Linked DNA regions of Zea mays: all the other regions are linked to region 3. The links are chromatin contacts, called in public Hi-C maps. All regions are on one chromosome and are shown on one strand. Each heading gives the region's core, a stretch centred on a gene start, on an enhancer-like site or on the middle of the called end of the contact. The rest is flanking DNA. Distances are from core to core; before and after follow the strand shown. Region 1 overlaps LOC100383969. Region 2 holds the start of LOC100383969. Region 3 overlaps LOC103641258 (ubiquitin carboxyl-terminal hydrolase MINDY-2).

What was found. Hi-C and Micro-C count contacts between places; a contact is called where the count stands out from the background.
Region 1: a contact with region 3 is called in a Hi-C map of an unstated tissue, with 3 times the contacts expected there. The contact joins two enhancer-like sites. A contact is called at or near these places in 5 of 25 Hi-C or Micro-C datasets (ear, endosperm, leaf and 2 more).
Region 2: a contact with region 3 is called in a Hi-C map of leaf, with 4 times the contacts expected there. The contact joins the promoter of LOC100383969 here to the enhancer-like site in region 3. A contact is called at or near these places in 6 of 25 Hi-C or Micro-C datasets (bundle sheath, ear, endosperm and 2 more).

The regions. Positions count from the first base shown.
Region 1 is chr1:185,022,536-185,025,943 of Zm-B73-REFERENCE-NAM-5.0, reverse strand. LOC100383969 reads left to right here. Exons shown (of 22, transcript NM_001362235.1): 17 at 1-23; 18 at 241-372; 19 at 446-664; 20 at 774-980; 21 at 1,055-1,313; 22 at 1,416-2,201. The coding sequence ends at 2,065. Among protein-coding and RNA genes, the nearest start is that of LOC100383969, 17 kb to the left of the region's middle. Within about 2 kb of position 1,608, at least 8 of the 20 cell types and tissues checked have an H3K27ac peak or open chromatin away from gene starts, as enhancers often do. A contact at or near this core is called in leaf, where this site is marked.
Region 2 is chr1:185,039,953-185,043,305 of Zm-B73-REFERENCE-NAM-5.0, reverse strand. It overlaps LOC100383969, which reads left to right and starts at 1,572. Exons shown (of 22, transcript NM_001362235.1): 1 at 1,572-1,807; 2 at 2,452-2,502; 3 at 2,648-2,739. The coding sequence starts at 1,660.
Region 3 is chr1:185,277,259-185,280,412 of Zm-B73-REFERENCE-NAM-5.0, reverse strand. LOC103641258 (ubiquitin carboxyl-terminal hydrolase MINDY-2) reads left to right here. Exons shown (of 28, transcript XM_035964171.1): 27 at 109-430; 28 at 510-1,664. Among protein-coding and RNA genes, the nearest start is that of LOC118476086, 3.9 kb to the left of the region's middle. Within about 2 kb of position 1,287, at least 4 of the 20 cell types and tissues checked have an H3K27ac peak or open chromatin away from gene starts, as enhancers often do. A contact at or near this core is called in leaf, where this site is marked.

The sequences.
Region 1 (3,408 bases), core at 359-2,858, 250 kb after region 3:
ATGTTCGAGTTACATTCCCGCAGGTTTGTGGTAACAATGTGCTTCTATCGTTTCATTCAACAACATGAAGCCTTGGTAGCATATTCACCAAGCATTTCTCTCTGGAAAACTTGAAGAAAGTAGAAAATCAACATAATAACGAAGATAAGGATCATTGCATGAATAAACTAAAGAATCCTCCTGCTTATGAATTGCAGTGCCCTGGTTCTGAAATCCTTTCCCCCCACCCAACAATTTCAGGTGCTACGAGTGCTAAAGACACGACAAGTCACATATTCTGTGCTGACACACTTGAGTGAGTATATTCAAAACCTCCAGAAGACTGGGCTGCTGGAAGAGAAGGAAATGGTCCATTTAGATGATGCTCTGCAGGTAGCTGGAATATTTAACTTACAGTAAATATGCTTTATATAACTCTAGTAAGCCATGCTAATTCACTTGGCAGACAGACTTGAAGAAGTTGCAGAGGAATCCACCAATAGTGAAAATGCCAAGAGTCAGTGATCTTCTGAACACTCATCCTTTAGTTGGCGCGCTGCCTGCTGCTGTACGTGATACTTTGCTAAGCAATACGAAGGAAACCCTGCGAGGGCAGGGCACAACGCTGTATAGAGAAGGATCCAGGCCAACCGGTATCTGGCTTGTTTCTATTGGTGTAGTGAAGGTCTGTCCGCGCCTCAACAACACTAGACAAAATTCTGTTGGGGAAGAATTGTTCGTTCTAATGAGCATTTTATTCCCCCACTTTTTTTAAAAAAAATTTCCAACAACAGTGGACAAGTCAGAGATTAAGCAGAAGGCATTCCTTGGATCCAATTTTATCGCATGGGAGCACTCTGGGTCTGTATGAGGTGCTGATTGGAAAGCCATATATCTGTGACATGACCACAGATTCGATGGTACAGTGTTTCTTCATCGAAACTGAAAAGATAGAAGAGCTGCTCCATTCAGATCCTTCGATTGAGATTTTCCTGTGGCAGGTAATAAATAAATACTTACTCATACTACACATACACTAGTAGTAGTATAGTAAATCATGGATGGATGTTGGCAGGAAAGTGCTCTGGTGCTTGCCAGGCTTTTGGTCCCTCATAGATTCGAGAAAATGGGAATGCATGAGATGAGGGTTCTGGTTGCTGAAAGGTCGACGATGAACATATACATCAAGGGAGAAGACTTGGAAGTGGAGCAGAATTGCATTGGCATTTTGCTGGAAGGGTTCTTGAAGATCGAGAACCTGACTCTCATCACGCCCCCAGCGTTGCTTCTGCCATGGAATGCTGACTTGAGCTTATTCGGTCTCGAGTCCTCAGGTCTCTTTATTATTTATTAATTACTACATACGTATGTTTTTTTGCCTAAACAAATGAAGAGACGAAGAAAGGCTCTGAGCTCTGTCTGTCTGTGGGGTATAGACTACTGCCATACTGCACGCAGGTATCAGGTGGAAGCCAGAGCGCGGATCATCTTCTTCGACGAGGCAGAGGCCGCCCATCTTCATGTTCAGACAAGTGCGTCGCTGCCCCAAGGTGAGCCAGCACGGAGCATGAGCAAGGAGCACAGCGGCTTGCTCAGCTGGCCCGAGAGCTTCCGGAGGTCTCGTGGCAGCCTAGGCTTAGCAGCTGAGATGCTGCCGGGCGGCTTGTCTTCCAGGGCCCTGCAACTGAGCATGTACGGGGGCAGCGTGGTGAGCCTCTCCTCCGGCCAGCAGGGTCACCGGCGGCAGAGGCCACGTCATCGCGTGCAGGCGGCCACGACGATGACAAACCAGAAGAAGCACAGCTCTTCCTACCCCAGGATGCCATCCATATCCAAGGAGCGGCATCTGCTCTCCGTGCAGTCGGAGGGCTCCAACATGAAGAGAGTGGCAGCTCTACCTGAGGTTGCTGCCACCGCTCCTGCTCCGGCAGGGGCAGCACAGGGGCAGCGGAGGGCTATGAACTTGCAGGAGGAATACAACTCGAGCGAAGACTCCGCCGGCGAAGAAGTCATCGTCAGAGTTGACTCGCCCAGCATGCTCTCTTTCCGTGAGTCCACCGCCGTGCCTCCGCCCCAGGAGCAGTAGCTGGATGCCTGGATGTGGTCTTCTCTTCTCGTGTATTGTATTGTACTGTATGTATTGTATCAGGGAAGCTTTGGCGCAGTGGTGTGGTGTGGTGTGGTGTGGTAAACAAAATAAATAAAACACATTTCCGCGTTCCATATTTTCTCTTCATGATCACCGAATAAATAAAAGAAACAGAGACAATGATGCGGAAGAAAAATGCGCTCTTTCTGTCTGGACCCGCCGCCGCCTCAACTTACGAGACCAACAAAAACTGGGTGCAACCCATTCTTCTTCCTCGGACTAATGACACCGCAAGTCCGCAACTCATGGAAACTCGTGCCGGTAGCAGCTCAAAAACAACTAGGTCAGCAACAGACAGAACATCATTGATCTGTGCACCTCTATGAATCATCTTATTTCCATCTTGTTTTCTTGCTATGCCTAGATCCTTTACCTCCTTTGTGTCTTCCTTCAACTGTTCTAATACATTCTCTAGGCCAGCAACTAGGACGAGTACTTTGGACACTTATTCAGCATTGCTATCTATTACTGAATTGTGTGTCACAAATATATATATATATATATATATATATATATATATATATATATATTAGTGAGCCTTTCTAAAGCTCCAACATTGTCTCGAGCAGAACAGGTACTTATTCACACCTTTTGCTTGTTTCTTTGTTTCTATTTTGTACTAACAATGACAAGAACATTTCATCCGAAGCTCCGTGACATGATGAGAGTTATGATGCACTCAACATGAACACTGAAAGGTTTAAGAGAGTTTTAGGACTTGTTGAACAGATGGACACGATGGAGACTCACCTACCACACCCTACAACTTCTGCAGGTGATTCTATCCATGTTTTTTTCCATCTTATGATGGTATATATGCTAAAAAATATATCGAGTGGGAAACTAAGATAGATTGTCTTTTTCAGAATATTTTATGTGTGAACAGAAAAAGAACAAAAAGGCCCCTAGTGTTTTGACCCATTCTGCTTTATCTTGGTGGGAGTCATTAACTCCATCTGATAAACCACAAACTTGGGCTAATATGAAAATGCTTATGAGAGAACGATTTGTTTCTTCCAATGATGTCATGCCTTCAAATAAACTTGAGTTTCCTTTATTGCATTATGATTGTACTAGTAATTCTTGTGATAAAAAAGAGTTGTGTGATGATTCTTCTATTACTTATATGCCACAACTTGAGCACAAACTTGATATTGTTTCTTCCTATCCTGTAATTGTGCTGAACTTAGAACATTCAATTCTATAACTAGTGTGCATGATGAGCTGAACTTATTATCTTTTTAAATAGTTTGGGCTATATTGAATTTGATGTTCCATGT
Region 2 (3,353 bases), core at 323-2,822, 240 kb after region 3:
TTGAGCATTTTTTTAGAGAGCTAATGGAGATGGAGCGAGTTTTCAGTGCCATTGCTCCTTTCCTCTTAGTCGTGCAAGCAGCACTCCATCGAAGACGGCGAAAGAGATGCGATGTCATAACTGAAGTGCAGCCTAGAGTGTCTCTGATGGCAAGTGATGGCGCTAGGAGATTGCTAATAAGGTCAGACATCAGCCCTGTTTGTTTCAGCTTTTTGAGCTTCTGGCCACCAAAAGCTATTGCGGACTGCCAAACGCTCAGTTTTTCAGTTAGCTTCTATAAAATTCGTTTGGGTAAAAACCATTCAAAATCAACATAAACACATAATCGGTTGAGTCGTTGCAATAGTAGTAATCCGTCACTTTCTAAATCCTGAGTCCTATGGACACCTTTATCTTCTTCCACACGTAATTCTAATGATATTCAGATTCTCTACACAGCCAGATTCTCCCCACAGCCAGATTCTCAGAAAAGCTGGTCAGAAAAAAGTTGAACCAAACAGGCCCATCGTTTGTTAAGGAGTCAGTAATAGAATCTGTAATGGAGTTATTGGGCTATATAGGCCATATTTAGGGATGGCAGCGGGTCGGGTAAAGTGCGGGTAAGCCATTTACCCGCCCGCTAACATATCCGCGCCTCTAGTGCTTACCCGTGCCCGCGAGAGCTTGCGGGTAAAATTTTCGACCCGTGCCCGTACCCGCAGGATATCCGCGGATATCGGGCAACCTGTTACCCGCTAGAAAATACCATAGAGTATGTGGTCATGTTCATTTTACCAAGAACACAACAACTTGACAGACATAATATAATGACAAGGAACATAGTTCAAACTTAAAAGTCCACAAACATGATCGATCATCCACAAACATAAGTCTCAAACTCTTAAGATAATTAATTATTACAACACAATGTTTTAGGATAAAATGAACACATGGGCGATATTTTGATGGGCTAGTAAATTAAGCGGGTAACGGGTAATACCCGCGGGTGAAATTTTATATCCGTCAATTACCCGCGGGTGAGAAGTGTTGTCCGTATTCTTACCCGTGGGCGAGATTTCTTACCCGTATCCATGCCCATCGGGTACGAAACCCACGGATATCCGTGCCCGCGGGTAGAATTGCCATCCCTAGCCATATTAGTATCGTAATGGGCCATAAATAACAGGTTAGCAGTGTTGATGGAGTGCTTATAAGGGTATGTTTGATTTGACTTTGACTTTTGCCTCCCTAAAAGTCAAAAGCCAATCAAAGGGCTAGATCCAGGAGTAGCTTTTTCTAAAAGCCGACTTTCTCATAGTGCAAATCTGAAAGCATCCCTGAACCTGCTTTTAGTGACTTTTCGGATGGAACTGTGAAAACATATATCGAAAAATTTTTAACGACTTTTAGTGGTTTCCACCAAACAGTTTTTTAGTTTTTTAACAGCTTACAGCTTACAGCAGCTTTTTCCACAGCTCACAGCCCACAACAATTTTTTTCACGGCCACATTCCAACCAAACAGACCCTAGTTACTTATCATGCATCTTGTGCCACATACAAAATCTGAAAGGAATCAAATCAGTTTCAACTACCTAAATACTCTGTTCTTCGTCGCTTGCTCTTCCGGCTCACGGCGGTGGTCTCCGGCCAAGGGGTCGTCACATACAAGGACCAGCGAGATGGGCGGCGAGGCTGAGCCTGACAACGCGGTGCTCTTCGTTGGGGTGTCGCTGGTGCTGGGCATCGCCTCCCGGCACCTCCTCCGCGGCACCCGCGTGCCCTACACCGTCGCCCTTCTCGTCCTCGGCGTCGCGCTTGGATCCCTCGGTAAGTTAGGTTGCTTTCCATTTCCTCCTTCATTATTCATCTATCTATAGATGGGATGGGATTTCCGAAACTGAATCCAGCAGTGCCTCTTCCGCTTTCGTAATTAATTAATCCGCAACCATCTGCCAGGACCAGGAGCTCTCAGTTCAGTCGCTCTCATCCTTGTTACAGTAAACACCCTTTAATTGCCATGGATAATTAATTCATTATACGACAGAGCGACTTATTAGCGGCTGCTGCTGCTACTACTATTTCTATTTCTATTTCAGTCAGCTCAGTTGATCAGGATACTACACTAGTAGTAGCCCTTCTTTTGTGTAATCAACTTCTAGAGTTCTCATAAGTTAATTTTTTTGCAACTTCGACCAACTTTATGGAGAATAATATCAACATCTATGAGAGTAAATAAACATTCTATAAAAGTATATTTTATGGCGTATCTAATGATACTAATTTTATCTCATAAATGTTGGTAATGTCTTTTATAAATCCAGTCAAACTTATAAAAGTTTCATTTGGTACAATGGTTGAAGTAGATGCCACGGATGTAGTAATATAATAATGGCCCCCGCCTCAGTTTTCTCTCTTTATTGTACTTGCTCTGCTGCTAAGCAGTACTATTTTCTTTCTCTGATGACCTCCAGAGTACGGAACACAACATGGTCTAGGCAAGCTTGGAGCTGGAATTCGTATCTGTAAGTTTCTTATACTGCTATTCATTCTTATTGATTGTTACTTCAGTTCCTTCCACATGTATGTATAGGTACCTAATTCAATTCCCTACCTGGTTTGATTTCATTCATCATTCTGTTAATTATTTCCCTTTCAATTAATTTGCAGGGGCTAACATAAACCCTGATCTTCTGCTGGCTGTTTTTCTACCTGCCCTCCTCTTTGAAAGCTCCTTCTCCATGGAAGTACACCAAATAAAGGTACATCATGTGATGTTTGTTTATCCTCTGTGCACGCTCAATGTGGGAGTAAACTAAGATATGATAACAATAATGCTTGTTCACACTCAAAAGTTTTCTTTTATGTCTAAATCATTTCAGTTTCTCTCTTAAAATGTTACTGTCAACACTGGATGGCCCTTACTCCTGCCTGTTGCACTTCTCTGTTATGCTGTTCATTACTTCATTTGTGTGCTGGTCCTCAGTTATTACTTCTGGGTTTAGACACTATTCTTCCTACTAGACAACTACTTTGGTGCTAAATATTCAAAAAATCTGTAATGAGTAGCACCTTCCTATTCAGCTAACTCACCCCAAAGCCTCCTAGCCACTGCACATTCAAAAAAATGATGAAAAATGTTCTCCAAACCTCCACAAAAGAGACAGCTACCATTCTCACTTTGGCTAATTTACCTCTAGACAACTTGTTCTTCGATAAGCGCACAAAAAGACATGAACCCTCAGAGGGGTCCTAGGATTCCAAACTGCAGGGGTGTAGTATGCAGGAGTCACACACCGGAAACTGATGCTCCTATATAGAGATTGCGAGTAGTACAGCACACCCCCGTATTGCCCAAATAATCCCACCCTGATTA
Region 3 (3,154 bases), core at 38-2,537:
CTCCTACCACATCACCTTCAACCAAACTCTCATTCCATAGGGGACAAATCGAGTAATGCTCAATTGGTTAATGCTACTGATTCTATGTTAAGCTGCGATGATGTGCAGGAATCTGGAAGTAATAATGGTGTTGAAGAAATTGGCTGACCAGATGATGAATCGGCTCCGGCATATACACCAATGCAAACTGGTGTGCATTTGGCACTGAAGAGCAAGATCAATCCCAAGGTCAGAGGCAGCCTCAATCGACTACTCAGTATTCATAACGACTGTGGCTGTCATCGGCATGGAACCCGTTCTTCTTAGGCATGTTCATGAACAGTCCCATCGATGGATGGTAAAGGTCAGAGTAACATGGATAACAACACATTTGGACAGCCGCGATCCTACGAACATAATCAGGCTTAACTTTGTCATGCTCGATGAAGAGGTAATCACACTTTTCAAAATCTGTTTCCATCATTAAAGTTCTGTATTCAAATTTGTCACTGATTATGCCTTCTCCACAGTCTGATACAATGGAATGGATGCTGAGATTCAGCAAGAGTGGATTCCTGCTTTCATGCCGAAAATACGAGAATATTACATAAGATATTTCCGTGTCGTTGCTCAAGCACGAGATACATATCATGCTATGGACAAACCCATAATGGCAAGGTATACTAATGTTACTGAGATATCACCGTTACCCTTGGATTTCCCTAGGTATGCATGCAGTTTGGTGCCATTCCAAACATTGAGAGAAAGGGACAAAGACAACACGGTCTGTTCAGGTACATTATGATTTGGGTGCAAATCATAATCTGATCTTAAATGATTTGGGTGCAGTGAAACAGCATCCGTTGCATTATGGGGCTCCCACGCTGACGATTTCAATGCTGACGAATACATGCAGACAAGAGCCACTGGTTTTCCTTTTTCGTTGGTTTGACAAGTCGTATATTTAAGGGTGCGTCCTTTTCCTTTGTAACACACGAAAATGTATCCTTAATTTCAAAATACATGTTGTGTCTATGTTCGCCTCTGTCATTATTGCTCTTTGTTTCAGACTCCATATCTCTTCAAGGATCTTTGATCTGCAAGTGGTTTGCTGAACCAGATCTTCCAGAAGCCCATTCGCTACGCGAGAGATACATAGCGTAAGCGTATTTCTAGATTACGTGCTTTACATTGTGTATCAGGAAAAAAAAATTGTGTTGTGAAAGCTGCGTGGTGACCGGGAGCGGCAGAGGAGGTAGATATTTCCTGAAGAATTCAGATGGCCAGTGGTAGGTAGCCATGTGGACGTTTGTGATCTGTTGACGGTAAAAAAAAATGGACGGTTGGAATTAAACGGTGACGTAGACCATCCGGATGGCCAGCTTGGCCGGCTGCTTTAATATAGGTAATAATAATGTTGTTAAACAAAATCTGCCTGCAGGTGAAGGTGGAGGAGATGGGGGTGGACCCAAGGTGCTGAAAAAAACACCTTTTATTAAGATGGTGGAGGCGTGGAGCTAACGAGTGAGAGCGACATATATCTTATTATTAGAACAACTTCAATAGTTCTCTAAAATTTAGTTCCCTAAATTTTTTTAGAGAGTTGGTAAACAAGTTTTGGAAGTTAAAGCTGTGTATCTCCAACAGTTCTTAATATTAATGGAGCAAATCTTTTTTTGAATCAATCTTGTGGGCCAGCTTCACTAATTTTACCGATCCCTAGTTGCAAGTTCCAATCGCCAGTTCCATCTCCTGTACTGTCAGAATCATCTGCAAGGTCACTGCTTCGCCGTCAGACAGATTGACTCCTAGTTCTGCATGACACATATTTGTCAACTAAAATATCACTTTCCTTTACGCCCCGTTTGGATCATTGGAATTGAATTCCATTCTAATAATAGTAATTTAGGCATAAATCAATTAAGCTAATTCGATTTTATGTAAAATATATTTATATACTACTATTAGCAAGATGTGAGAGATATTTATGTGCTACATTTTTACTATAGAGGAGTGAGACAAAGAGTGTTATATAAGTTACACAGTTGAAACAAATTCTACTAATGCACAAAATCATTTCCCACCCTCCACCCCATGAATTTGAGATAGACTTATATCTTAACTTTGGAAAGTGGTGGAATCACAAATTCCAAACTAAATAAGTTACTTTATTGAGTGAATTCCAATTCCTCTAAAATGAAGGGATCCAAACGCCCCGTTAAGGATAACTCCTAGTTCTGCATGGCACATATTTGTCAACTGGAATATCACTTTCCCTTAAGGACAACAGCCGCAGTATCCAAAGCCAACGGGGGAGCGGGCTGCTAGCGTCAACGGAGCCGGGTCCGGGTTGTGCATCTTCTTTTTTGGAATTATATCTTGAAAGTATCAAGTTAAACGTGCTTGACTTGAAGTAATTTGGGATATATGACCAATCGGGAAGTTTTCTCGGGTGCGCATGAGTGAGGACAAATTACGCATAAAAGACTCGTGTTGACCTGTGGATACAATATATGATCCTAGCGAGCTGCCATGAGTAAGTAGCGCTAGTTCAGGGATTGGACGGAGTGTTACAAGTGGTATCAGAGCCGATCCTCGAGGTTTCACAGGCGTGTGTGGGCTAGGGGGTTCGGGTATATGGCGCATGTAGGCCCGGAGTGGTCACATGGCATGGCATATGACGACACTAGACACACAAACGTGGCTAAGAGGGGAGGTTTCTGGATTAGGGTTGACCGACAAAGACATCAGTCTTCTAAGGGGGTGAATTGTGATATTCTGGCCCCTGGGATTGTGATTTCCTGTCCAAGGCTTAATAAAATTAATAGAGTATCGATACCAATAAGGTACATCTTCTTTTTCGAAAGCCTATCTCGAAAGAACCTCCAAGTTAAGCGTGTTTGACTTGGAGCAATTTAGGATATGTAACCGACCAGGAAGTTTTCTCGGGTGTGCATAAGTGAGGATAAAGTTCGCACAAAAAACTTGTGTTGGTCTGTGGGGACAATATATGATCCTAGCGAGCTGTCAGGAGTAAGTACCGCTAGTCAAGAGATTTGACGGGGTGTTACATGTTTTCAGGCAAACTCTCAAAATTACTGATTTGAGAGTTTTTTAGGAACTACCGAAGTTACTCTTACTCACCTATCTAAATATGTGATCATGTTGATGCTGT